Linked DNA regions of Mus musculus: regions 1, 2 and 3 are each linked to region 4. Evidence: chromatin contacts called from public HiCAR-type and promoter capture Hi-C data. All regions are on one chromosome and are shown on one strand. The core of a region is the stretch at or near the end of the contact, and the rest is flanking DNA. Distances in the headings are between cores, read along the strand shown.

The links. Promoter capture Hi-C pulls out the DNA fragments that hold promoters and counts their contacts. HiCAR-type assays count read pairs that join an accessible place to other places.
Region 1: a contact with region 4 is called in a promoter capture Hi-C map of liver, with 5 times the contacts expected there. The contact joins the promoter of Arrdc2 here to the promoter of Rab8a in region 4. A contact is called at or near these places in 3 of 39 promoter capture datasets (hippocampal neurons, liver and pre-B cells) and 1 of 115 datasets of contacts at active chromatin or transcription factors (astrocytes).
Region 2: a HiCAR-type map of astrocytes shows a contact between it and region 4, with 4 times the contacts expected there. The contact joins the promoter of Ccdc124 here to the promoter of Rab8a in region 4. A contact is called at or near these places in 1 of 39 promoter capture datasets (pre-B cells) and 2 of 115 datasets of contacts at active chromatin or transcription factors (astrocytes and embryonic hindbrain).
Region 3: a promoter capture Hi-C map of pre-B cells shows a contact between it and region 4, with 3 times the contacts expected there. The contact joins the promoter of Lsm4 here to the promoter of Rab8a in region 4. A contact is called at or near these places in 2 of 39 promoter capture datasets (liver and pre-B cells).

The regions. Positions count from the first base shown.
Region 1 is chr8:70,838,297-70,841,114 of GRCm38.p6, forward strand. It overlaps Arrdc2 (arrestin domain containing 2), which reads right to left and starts at 1,424. Exons shown (of 8, transcript NM_027560.1): 1 at 832-1,424; 2 at 683-749; 3 at 398-545. The coding sequence starts at 1,105.
Region 2 is chr8:70,872,115-70,875,130 of GRCm38.p6, forward strand. It overlaps Ccdc124 (coiled-coil domain containing 124), which reads right to left and starts at 1,376. Exons shown (of 5, transcript NM_026964.3): 1 at 1,345-1,376.
Region 3 is chr8:70,671,896-70,674,626 of GRCm38.p6, forward strand. It overlaps Lsm4 (LSM4 homolog, U6 small nuclear RNA and mRNA degradation associated), which reads left to right and starts at 1,336. Exons shown (of 5, transcript NM_015816.4): 1 at 1,336-1,562. The coding sequence starts at 1,560.
Region 4 is chr8:72,159,866-72,162,575 of GRCm38.p6, forward strand. It overlaps Rab8a (RAB8A, member RAS oncogene family), which reads left to right and starts at 1,335. Exons shown (of 8, transcript NM_023126.2): 1 at 1,335-1,617. The coding sequence starts at 1,494.

The sequences.
Region 1 (2,818 bases), core at 174-2,673, 1.3 Mb before region 4:
TATCTACAAAGTGAGTTCCAGGACATCCAGGGCTATACAGAGAAACCCTGTTTCAAAAAAACCAAAACAAAACAAAACAAAAAACAAAAACAAACAAGAAAAGAAAAAGAAATAAAGCAAAACCCAAAACCAGTAAAGACAAAAGCAAACACAAAAACAAAAATAGCCCTATCATATCCTGCTTTCCAAATGGGGTATCTGAGGCTGGGAAAGAGCAAGATACCTTCCCAGAGGCACACAGCAGGTGAGCACCCTCAGAATTTGCACTTACCTATAGTGGGTTTTAAACTCACCACTAACTCCTGGCTCCCTGTTACAGAGGTCATTTGAGACCCTCAAATCTAAAAGGTGTCAAGCAGCCAGGCTGGACCCCAACCCCCATGGGGCAGCCACTTGCCAGCAGGGCAGGTGTGTTTATGTCCACAGGTTCAATGACAGTGAACACCTTCCGGGCGCAGCGTGCAGGGACCCATGGCCGGTGCAGAGTGGCTTTGATGGAATAGCGGACGCTGCCGTGTTTGCCCTCGAAGGATGTCACCAGGGAGCTGGGGTGGCAAGAGTGGGTAATCAGAGGATCACTATCAGGAGATAGTGGGGTGAAGGGCATACAAGAGGGATGTCCCGAGAAGTCAGGGCTGAGGGAACCCTAGATGCCCAGCCAGAAGGCGACAGTGGGGCTTACATAGGCAGCTGGAAGCTGAAGGGAAACTCGTGGCGTCCAGCGGGAAGCGTGGCGATATCCCCCGAGTCTAGGAACAAGACCCGGGGCTCAGCGGACGTAGGCCTGGGAATCGCATGCTCGGTGCGCCCCAAAAGGTCCCCAGCCCGTACCTGGCGCGAGCAGCGTGGCGCGGTGGTTCACGACTTCCACGCGCTCGCTGTAACTCTGAGTATAAGCAGTGCTGGAGCCCGCGCTGCGCGACTCCGTCCAGTGCGCGCGCGCGCGGCCCCGAGCGCGCAGCCTGAGCGCGCCCACGCGTGCCGCGCCCGCAAGCTCCAACAGTACCCGGCCTGCCACGGCCTGGCCTCCGTGGAACACGGGCTCGGTGCCCGTGCGCGCCCCGTCTATCTCTACTACGAACGCCTTCACCTTATCGAACAGCATTGCGGTGACGGTCGCGAACCCAAAAAAGAGATCGGCCAGGTGCTCGAACCCGCGAAAAGAAAGAGCTAGAGACTGCGAACGCAGCGGGCTCGAACTACGTACACACACAAGCGGGACAACAGGACGGAAGACCGCTGGGGACCCGCAGCTGCGTCGCACTTATAGGACGGTTGGAGGGCGGGGCCTGAGGAGAAGACCGCACCTACCGGAAGAGACTCCGCAAACACAGCAGTAGGGAACGGGACCCCAGAAAAGACTAGGCCAATAGCGCGGCGAAGGAATGGCCTGAGGAGAAAGCCACACCTTCAGGAGAAGACTCCACCAATAGCGCGCTGAGGAGGCGGGGCCTGAAAAAGCCTGGTTCTGCTGAGAGAATTAGGCCAAAGGCTCCACGAGGGCGGTGGCCTGATAGAAAGCTCCCCCCCCTACAAGGGACCAGGCCAATAGCGTGTGAAGGGCGTGGTCTGAGGGGGCAAAATCAGCTCCTGCGAGAAAGTCAGTAGCATCGAGGGGCGGGGCGGGGCGGGGCGTTAGAGAAAGCCTCGCCTACCGGAAAGAACTTCACCAATAGCGCGGTGGGGCGTGGCCTCACGAGGCTCCAGACAAAATAACCCTTGCTTGGTTCTGAACCGGAGCCTAAGTGGGAGGTGCTGCAGCGCGGCTCTGCCGCCTTAGGTCTCGCAAATACACAAACAAGGAAGCCCAGGAATAGGGAAACTGGTCTTAGTCACCCAGCGTGACAACTGTCACTATTTTTTTTTTCTGTTGCTTTTTGAGACGGGTTCTCATGTAGCCCAAACTTACCTGGGACTTGAGACAGTCCCCCTGCTTCTGTTTACAAGATTGGCCAGTAGTTTTGTGTTCCCTTGGCTAGTCTGGAACTCACTGTGTAGACCAGGCTGGCCTTGAACTCATAGAGGCGAGGTTGCCACTGCTTCCCGAGTGCTGGAATTAAAGCTCAAATCGGATTTCTGAACCCGAAAGCTTTATTTTCTTCTGAGGCCAAGTCTCACATAGCCTCCAATGCATCTCGTACTCTAACCAAGCCCGATGTTGAATTTGCCATCCTCCACCAGTCTTCCAGAGCTGACTTGATAGGCGTTTGCCTTAGTACCTGACTGTTTCTTAAACTTAAAAAAAAAAAGATTTATTTATTTGTATATGTATATGAGTACACTGTAGCTGTCTTCAGACACACCAGAAGAGAGCCATTACAGATGGCTGTGAGCCACTGTGTGGTTCCTGGGAATTGAACTCAGGATCTCTGGAAGAGCAGTCTGTGCTCTTAGCCACTGAGCCATCTCTCCTGCCCGGCCTGGCTTTTTCTTATGTTTTCAGACAGGATCTCACACTGTAACCCAGGCTGCCCGGGAACTCAAGGCAATGGAACTCCGGTGTCAGCCTCTTAGATGCTGGGTTCGCAGGTGTGTCCACTAGGCCAGAACCTCCCAGCTTAATCATCAACTCGCTGCCGCCTGCAGACCTATCTGGGGCACCTTTTTTCAGGCCCATTGTTTCCGGCGATGCGAATTGGTGGGGACAGGGAAGTGTTGGTCCTTTCCCCCCCCCCCCGCATTGGGCACCCCCATTCAACCTAAAGGACCCTGGCAAGGGACAAGGAGGATGTGCCTCAATTTCCACTTCCATAAGGCCTAGGGGAACTTAGTCCCTCAGATCCAGAAAGGGATTGCCGTGCATAGGCAGCAAATCCAG
Region 2 (3,016 bases), core at 126-2,625, 1.3 Mb before region 4:
AAATACACCCACCAGCCCTGCCCTCAGGACCTCACACCCAGCCTGAAACTTTCCATCCTCCTGCCTCAGCAGGATGACAGGCATGCAGCATTATGCTGGGCTCATGTTTCTCTTCTAACCCAATAAACTCCTGCTGAAACTTCAGGGCAAGGCTGGCTGGGACTAGAGGCATGGCTGCCACGCTGGGACAGGTGGATACCTCTAAGCTCCAGGCCAGCCTAGGCCATACAGAGCATCCCTCAAGAAACAAACCAGGGTGCTGGTGAGATGGCTCAGTGGTTAAGAGCACTGACTGCTCTTCCAAAGGTCCTGAGTTCAAATCCCAGCAACCACATGGTGGCTCACAACCATCCGTAACAAAAATCTGATGCCCTCTTCTGGAGTGTCTGAAGACAGCTACAGTGTACACACATATAATAAATAAATCTTGAAAGAAAGAAAGAAAGAAAGAAAGAAAGAAAGAAAGAAAGAAAGAAAGAAAGAAAGAAAGAAAGAAAGAAAGAAAGAAAGAAAGAAAGAAAGAAAGAAAGAAAGAAAGAAAGAAAGAAAGGAAGAAAGAAAGAAAGAAAGAAAGAAAGAAAGAAAGAAACCAGTTCAGGTGTAGCACCAGAGAAGGCCGACCAAGAGCTCCTGACGTTCCCAGACCGGAAATTTCTCTTTAAGGCATTTGGTGGTGGCGTTGTGGGTGTGTGGGTGTGGAGTGGGTATCCGGAGTCATTTGTATCCAGAAAGAGCCTCGGTATCTTGCCCAGGCTATCCTGGAACTCAGAATCTTCCTGACTGAATGTCTACTGTATATATGTCATTTAACAAACCATCGTCATCAGCAAGTTGGGGGCATTAAGGAGTCCGCGAGCACGGACAGCAAAGGACCCTCCTCACTAGGGACCTGATCAGATCCGCACCACCACCTCAGTTTCCGGACCTACCTAGGGTCCGAGGCCGGGCATCGTGGGCCCACGCCTGTGATTCCAGCACTTAGCAATGCTGAAGTAGGAGAATTACACTGAGTTCGAGGCAGCCTAGACTACAAAATGAGCCCAGGACTCTAAATAATCCCCTTCGAAAAGTGCCTACGTGGTTCCCCATGACTGCCAGGCCGCGCGGCAGGAGGAAAGTGACAGAAAACTCCTACTCCTCCTCCTCCAGGAAGCCCTCCCGGCTCGACCTGGGCCGGAAACTGGCTGAACTCCCCGCGAGCTTCTGCGCCTGCGCGCTGGGAGCACCCACCACCGGGCACCCCATCTCCAGTTCCGCCTTCCCGCCGGCAGGACCCCCAGGCCGAGCCGCGCCCGCCCAGCGTGCCCCGCAACCCGGCTCCGCCCGCGCCACAGCCGTTCCTACCTCTTCCCCCGGCACCGGCTCGGTCGCGTGTCAATGACGTCGCCGCGCCTGCGTACTCAACTTTCGGTGGCGCTCTACTCATGACGTTCTCGAATGCCGCCATCTTGGTAGAGTCTGTAGGAGTTTTTCTCTGAGCCAAAATACTAAACCAGTGTTGCCAGCTCTCCTTCTTTCCAAGCAAAATGTTTTCAAGAATAACACGTTATCGGCCCATCTCAGATATTGGTGAACAAAAACGGAAGATAAACGCTAAACTCCATAACGGTGACCTCACCAAGATGGCCGCTGCCCGGAGAAAAGATGGGGAGGCCGGCCCCAGCCCTGTGGCGACGGCCGGGATGTGGTTGCTGTGCCACCAGGGGGCGTCAGTGGCCCACCCGGGGTGCGGGCCTGGCTGCTCTGGGCTCTTTGTCAGGCCAATGGCTCCTCCAACTCAGGGCAAAAGTGAGAAGACATCCCTTGCCCTGTCTGAGTCGGGAAACTGAGGGTCAGACGGAGTAGAAGTTGGATTAGACTAAATGCAACCGACATGGCCGTCATGGTGTCATTCATTCCAGCACTATGGGGCCCGAAGCAGAAGGACTGACTGCAGACCTAGGCCGAAAGTGACACTATCTCAAAAATAATTGAACATAACTGAATTGCTAAATAAATCACAAGCCGGCGCGGGGCGGTGGTGGCGCACGCCTTTAATCCCAGCACTCGGGAAGCAGAGGCAGGCGGATTTCTGAGTTCGAGGCCAACCTGGTCTACAGAGAGTGAGTTCCAGGACAGCCAGGGCTACACAGAGAGATCCCAGCTGCTCGGCGTCCGCTGCTGCCCGAGTCAGCCCCCGCCTTGTTGCTGAAGCCGACTGGCACTGCTTAATCTTTTGCTTTTCTTTACTCCCCCCTCCCCTAGTTCTTTTTTGATGCTTCTGTTGCTTCATTGACGATTAACTTCATCTTAGTCTGCAATACTTAGGATTTTGTGCATCTCTGACACAGTTACTGCCACATCCGGTCATCCTTGGAGTTTCTGGAGCCGTGAATGACCCTGAACTGGTCCCCCTGCCTCATTGTCCCAGGCGCTGGAATGGCAGGCATGGCCCTGTAGGAAAGAAAGCAGAAGGTTCAGTTCGAGGAGTCTATTACTGTGAGCGGGAATGCAGAGCAGGAAAGATGGCTTTGCGGGAAGAGGCGCTGCCCCATCCTCACCCTAACAGCAGCCGGAGCTGGCTCCCCGTCCGTGTGGTGGACTTTGAGAAGCACAAAAGGAAAGGCACACAACTCTCGGCGTGGTGTTTCAGTTTGTGGACTGCTAATGTTGGCTTTCTTGGGCCTTTTGCAGGTGATCAGCCTCTGCAGTGACTGCACGGACCCCAGAGGAGGATGGCCTCCTGTTGAGCCCAGCACACAGTACTTCTGTTGCTATGAATAGGTTCCAATTGTATGAGGATCACAGGAAAAAATTAGCTGAACAGTACCTGGTGTGGTAGCACTGGGTGGGTGTGGTGGGGCTGAGGCAGGAGAATATCATGAGTCTGAGACAGCCTGGGCTACAAAGTAAGATGCATCTTTTAAAAGCAGGTGCTGGGACTAAGAGTGCTTGTAGCTTAGTTGGTAGAGAGCTTGTGGCTCAGTGGGTAGACAAAGGCCATAAGCTGGACCTAGTGGCATCCACCTGTCACCAG
Region 3 (2,731 bases), core at 86-2,585, 1.5 Mb before region 4:
AGCAGCTTGGTCAAACAGCTGTCCTGCTTGGGACAGCTCAGGGTGGAGCTCTGATTCCATAACCAGTAGCCAAAGAAAATAAAAATAAATAGAAGGGCTAGGAGATGGCTCCATGGGTAAAAATGCTTCCTGATGAGAAGGCTAGGCTGACTTCATGACAAGCTTCAAACTGGCAGTTAAGGAGAGGTGGCCTAAATCTGTTTCCAAGAACTGGCCAATTCCAGACAAGTCCAGGCCTCAGAAGCTGCCCCACCACCTGGCCTGAGGCAAGGACAATGGGTAAGCAACAGTTTCCAGACCTCCCCAGTAAGTTTCCAGCCCCCGCAGCCCTGCCATGGAACGTCCATAGAGATGGACCTCACAGATTAACATAGAGGTCACCTGCCCCGGAATTTCCTAATGTGCTTTAAATCAAACCTCCAAGTTAACATGGGTGTCTATTTTGGTAATTCGAGACTCCAGCATGCTCAACTTCTGCATAATAAGACACTCTTTGAGTTTTCATACTATTTGAGTCCGGAATATCATTCTTTGGCACCCCTACTGGGCAAGCATGAGAACCTGAATTTGTAGCTCAAGAAGACACATTAAACCATGGTGGTGCACACCTGCAATCCCAGCACTCACTAGGATCTCTGGAAGGTCGATACCAGCCTGGTCTACATTGTGTGTTCAAGGCCAGCTAGGGATGTACAGAGAAACACTATGTTCCTCCCAAAATGATAATGATTTTTTTTAAAGCAAGGATTAAAGCTTGATGGCCCACAGTGGCCATCCAGCAGTGGAGAAGCCGAGTCGGGGTCTAATGCAAGTTCATGATCGGCTAGCTTCAGCTGCCACAGAAGCCCATCTCAAAACAGGAAAATCCCAGAGATTTGTTTTCACTTCCTGTCGCCAGGGAACGCCAGACCTGCCGTTCGTGTTCAAAGATTCTATTTGAGTTGGTAAAGACAAAGAGATCCATAAGGGCAAGAATGGAAGGCTAGAGCTGGGCAGTGGTGGCGCACGCCTTTAATCCCAGCACTTGGTGGGCAGAGGCAGGCGGATTTCTGAGTTCGAGGCCAGCCTGGTCTAGAGTGAGTTCCAGGAACAGCCAGAGCTACACAGAGAAGCAATGTCTCGAAAACAAAACAAAACAAAACAAAGAATGAAAGGCTAGGAGCGCAAAATAGGCACCGCGCGACTCGCATGCATTAGCCAGCTTCGCCCACAGTGTGGCGCCGAATTAGGCGCCGAACCAGATCCAGGAGAGCACCTCTGCGCAGGCGCCCTTTCCCAACATACACCCCGTAGTGGGCGTAACTTGTGCTGCGGCCTTTTGCGTCGTTCTAGTGTCGCACTTTACGGCTACCTCTCAATCCCACCGTAGAAATACGGTGAGGCCGTCCGTCTTGTTCCGTAGGTACCGCCCTAGCCCGTCCCGATTGGATAGATGTCCGTTGAGCTGCTCGCTGATTGGTCATAGTTTCTGCCAGTCTTTTTCAGTCTGGGGCGCGCGGTGGGCCGCCGGTGGGAGCGCGTGTGTCTGTGCCGCGGCGGAAGTTATCGCTGCAGGGAAGATGGTGAGGGCCGCGAGGCGGAGGGGCGCGCGCAGGGTCTTCGGGCTGCTGAGAGATGGGGGAAACTGAGGCCGGAGTGACCGGTGTCCCTCCAGGGCCCCAGACGGTCACCGTTGGGGATTTATCTCTTGATGGACACGGTTTTTGCGACCGGAAGAGGGACTATGATCGTTTCCGGGGCTTGTCACCGTCATTGATAGGAAAGCTGCGTTTCCGGGAAATGGGCGGGCTTAATGGCTCACGTGGGCTTCGTTGCCCTCTTGATGCTTATCTGGTGTCTGACCTCAGCTGCCCACGCCTTTGGCTGGAAATCCAGCTCAGAGAGCGGGTTGATTCTCTCCCTGGGACACACAGCATGTCTTGCTCAGGAAGAAAGGATTTTTTTTTTCTCCTAGTTTAGGCTCAGGCCTCCTCAGTTTGGGGACTCTTAGACCTGGCATAAACAAGTAAAGGAGGCCAGGTTTCCCCCTGCTCTGTCGAGGGGCGCGTTGGCCTAAGTGAGGAGAGCCACATATTCCCATCTCCCCAGTTCTTGATGGTAGGATATTTGGTTTGTTTTTTGGTTAGGCTTTCTGATCTGAACTGACATAATCCAGGCTAACCTCAAACTCCTGATCCTCTTGCTTCAGTCACTGGAGTATGGAAAGGACACGTGTATACTCCACATTTGAGTCAGGATGTGAGGCAGGGTCTCATATAGCCCAGGCTGCCTTTGAACTCCATTTGTATACATGCATCACTGTGAACTCCTGACCCTGCCTTTACTCCAGAATGACCCTGGGTTTTGTGGTGCAGGAACTCTAGGCCTAACACATGCTAGGTAAGCACTCCCCACTGGGTGTACCCTGAGCCTTCCTGAAGGGATGGCCAGGTGCGTCCAGGACTGGACACCCACCTCATGCAGGTGCGCACAGACACTCCCATATCTCTGCGGTCAGGCTGGTACAGGAGTGTCCCAGCTGAACATTCCTGAACTCAGAGCCCTAGACTTGGTTCTTTAGCTATCTCATCTACACACTGGATCCCAGAGAGTCTGGATGATGGCTGAGAAGGAATTTCCCTTCCTGGAACTGGCTCCTCTAATGGGAGGTGCTGGGACTGGATTCCAGAACGGGTGGCTATAACACCTGCAGCTGCTCTGTGTAAAGCTATGTCTCCTCCACTCAAAAGCC
Region 4 (2,710 bases), core at 85-2,584:
TTCCAGTAAGTATGCCCAGGAATTGAATACAATCCTCAGATTTAGCAACAAATGACTTACTTTACTGGCTGAGCCATGTAGTCAGCAACTCAGATCTTTTTTTTTTTAATTTATTTATTATATGTAAGTACACTGTAGCTGTCTTTAGACACCCCAGAAGAGGGCATCAGATCTCATTACTGATGATTGTGAGCCACCATGTAATTCAGGACCTCTGGAAGATCAGTAAGTGCTCTTAAACACTGAGCCATCTATCCACCCCCCCCCACTCCTTTTTTCTTTTTAAGATTTGAGTACACTGTAGTTGTCTTCAGACACACCAAAAGGGGGCACTGGATTCCATTACAGATGGTTATGAGGCACCATGTGGTTGCTGGGTATTGAACTCAAGGCCTCTGGAAGAGTAGTCTTAACCGCTGAGCCATCTCTCCAGCCCTCAGATGTTTATCTTAATGTGGCTTTATTTTATTTTGTCACTGTTCTCCCGTTACTCCGGGACTACACCTCAACATATTAAAAAACAGAAGGGAAAAAAAAATGCTACTCTGAAACCTAGGAAAGTCACTTCACCTGTCTTCAGTATACTTACCATAAAACGAGGAAAAGATTACCTACCAAGCCGGGCTGGTGTGGGGTGAAGGACCTTGACTTATTTTTAAGTATAGATAGCACCCGCAAGCACAGAAAAGAAAACAAAACAAAACAAAACAAAAAACGCTGCCATTACTTGGAAATGATAACATAGCCCTACCGGCGCTGAAGCCCTGGGATCGCTCACGGCAATGGCCGGCTTGCCTGTACAGCACCTAAGTAAGTCCAATGGTGGGCGCCAAGGCCGAGGAGCGAGTCTGCAGCACATCTTAACCCGCGCCACTTTTGCACCGCCGAAAATCCTCCTCAGAAGCATTACCACAGGTACTTCCTGCGCTTCGCCTCAGCGCCGGCTGCGGCTACGGCTGCTGCTGCGCAGGCAGAGAAGGCGGGAAACACGAGGCGTTCTCTGCGCGCGTGCGCTCTCTGCCAGAGCCAACCGTCTTCCCAGTACGCTTGCGCCTGTTCACCAAGCCCGTCCCTCCCACTCTCTCATCAACCAGCGCGCGGAATTGTTGGGGTCCCTCCTGTCGGGGGCAGGGCCTGGACGCTGAAGGGCTGAGGAGAAGGCGCGCACGGGAAGGCGGGGTCAAGATGTGACCACACCCATCGCTGGTCATTTGACGCCCTCACCCTCGACTCTCCAGCACTAGCCAATAACAAACCTCCCTATACCAAGCGTCAACCAATGGGCTGTGCAGTCGGCTGCTTCCGGCTCTGCGCCGCTTTCGCCTTTTTCCCCTGGGCTCTCTGCGACAGGCGGGGCTCCGGGTGGCGGGCGTAGGCCTGGATGATGCGCGGCGGGCAGGGGGCCAATAGGGGGCGGGATCTGAGATGATAGACGGGTCCAGCGACCAGTGGCGAGGCGCCGGCCGTACTTCCCGTCGGGGAGAGAGTGTAATATGGCGAAGACCTACGATTACCTGTTCAAGCTGCTGCTGATCGGGGACTCGGGGGTAGGGAAGACCTGTGTCCTGTTCCGCTTCTCCGAGGACGCCTTCAACTCCACATTCATCTCTACCATAGGTAGCGGGGCCTTGGGCGGCCGGTGACCAGGGCTGGACGCGCCCCTATGGGGCTGGGCTGAGGGATCGACTCAGGATCCACTCGGGCCGAGGATCCGGGAGGGTCACGGGGCTGGACAGAGAACCGCAGCGGCCTCCACCTCCCGCCAGGGAGTCCAGGCCGGGACCCTGGCGGGCGCCGGAGACCAAGGTGCAGACAGGGACATGCAGGCTGCAGTCTGAGGAAGAGCCTGCCCTGGGGTCCTGGCGCCTGTCAACTCTCTGTGTCTTTACATCAGACCTCTACACTGTTCTTCCGGGGAGACCCCCGTCTTCCAAAAGTGGAAACTGAGGCATGGAGGTGACACCTGACCTCGTAGTTTCCTATGTGGCAAGCTTGGCATGTGCAGTATCAAATCTGTAGTGTACTCGTGATGGGTGCTTTGTCCCTGGAGGAGGAATTTGAAACTGAGGGAGGGTGCGGCACGCACTGAAGGTCACAGTCTACAGGTATTAGGGATGAGATTTGAACCCAGGTGTGTCTGACTCCAAAATTCAAGGTTCAGCTGTTCCAGAGCTTCAAAGGACCAGCACCACTGATCCACATCTAAGTCAGGACTCCAACCCAAAGTCCTCCTGCCTTCTCTCTGAGGAATGGTGACAGTATCTGTCATCCTGGTGGGAATACAAGAGAAAAAGTTCCAGTAAGAAACTAAGTCCAGCCATGGCTACGTGCAGCCTTGACTGACTTCCTTTCACTGGGCCAAGAACACCACCTGAACAGCTTTTCCCCAGGGCTGCCTCACGGCACAGTTGAACAGAATTGGCTTGTGATGGCCCCAGTTCTGACGTCAAAAATGGTGCTGACCATGCTCCTTACCATGAATAGTCATGGCTCACATTGAGTGTTACCTGGAAGTAAATCCTGCCAAACAGAGTGACCTGGATGGTGTATGGTCCTGAAACAAGAGAATAGTCACTAGGCTTGGTTTATCCCTAGTCAGGATGTGGTTCCATTGTTGGAACCCTGGGTGCCATCTCCAGCACCCTGAAACCAGATGTGGTAGTGAACACCTGTAATGACAGCACTAAGGACAGGGAGGCAGGAAGATCGG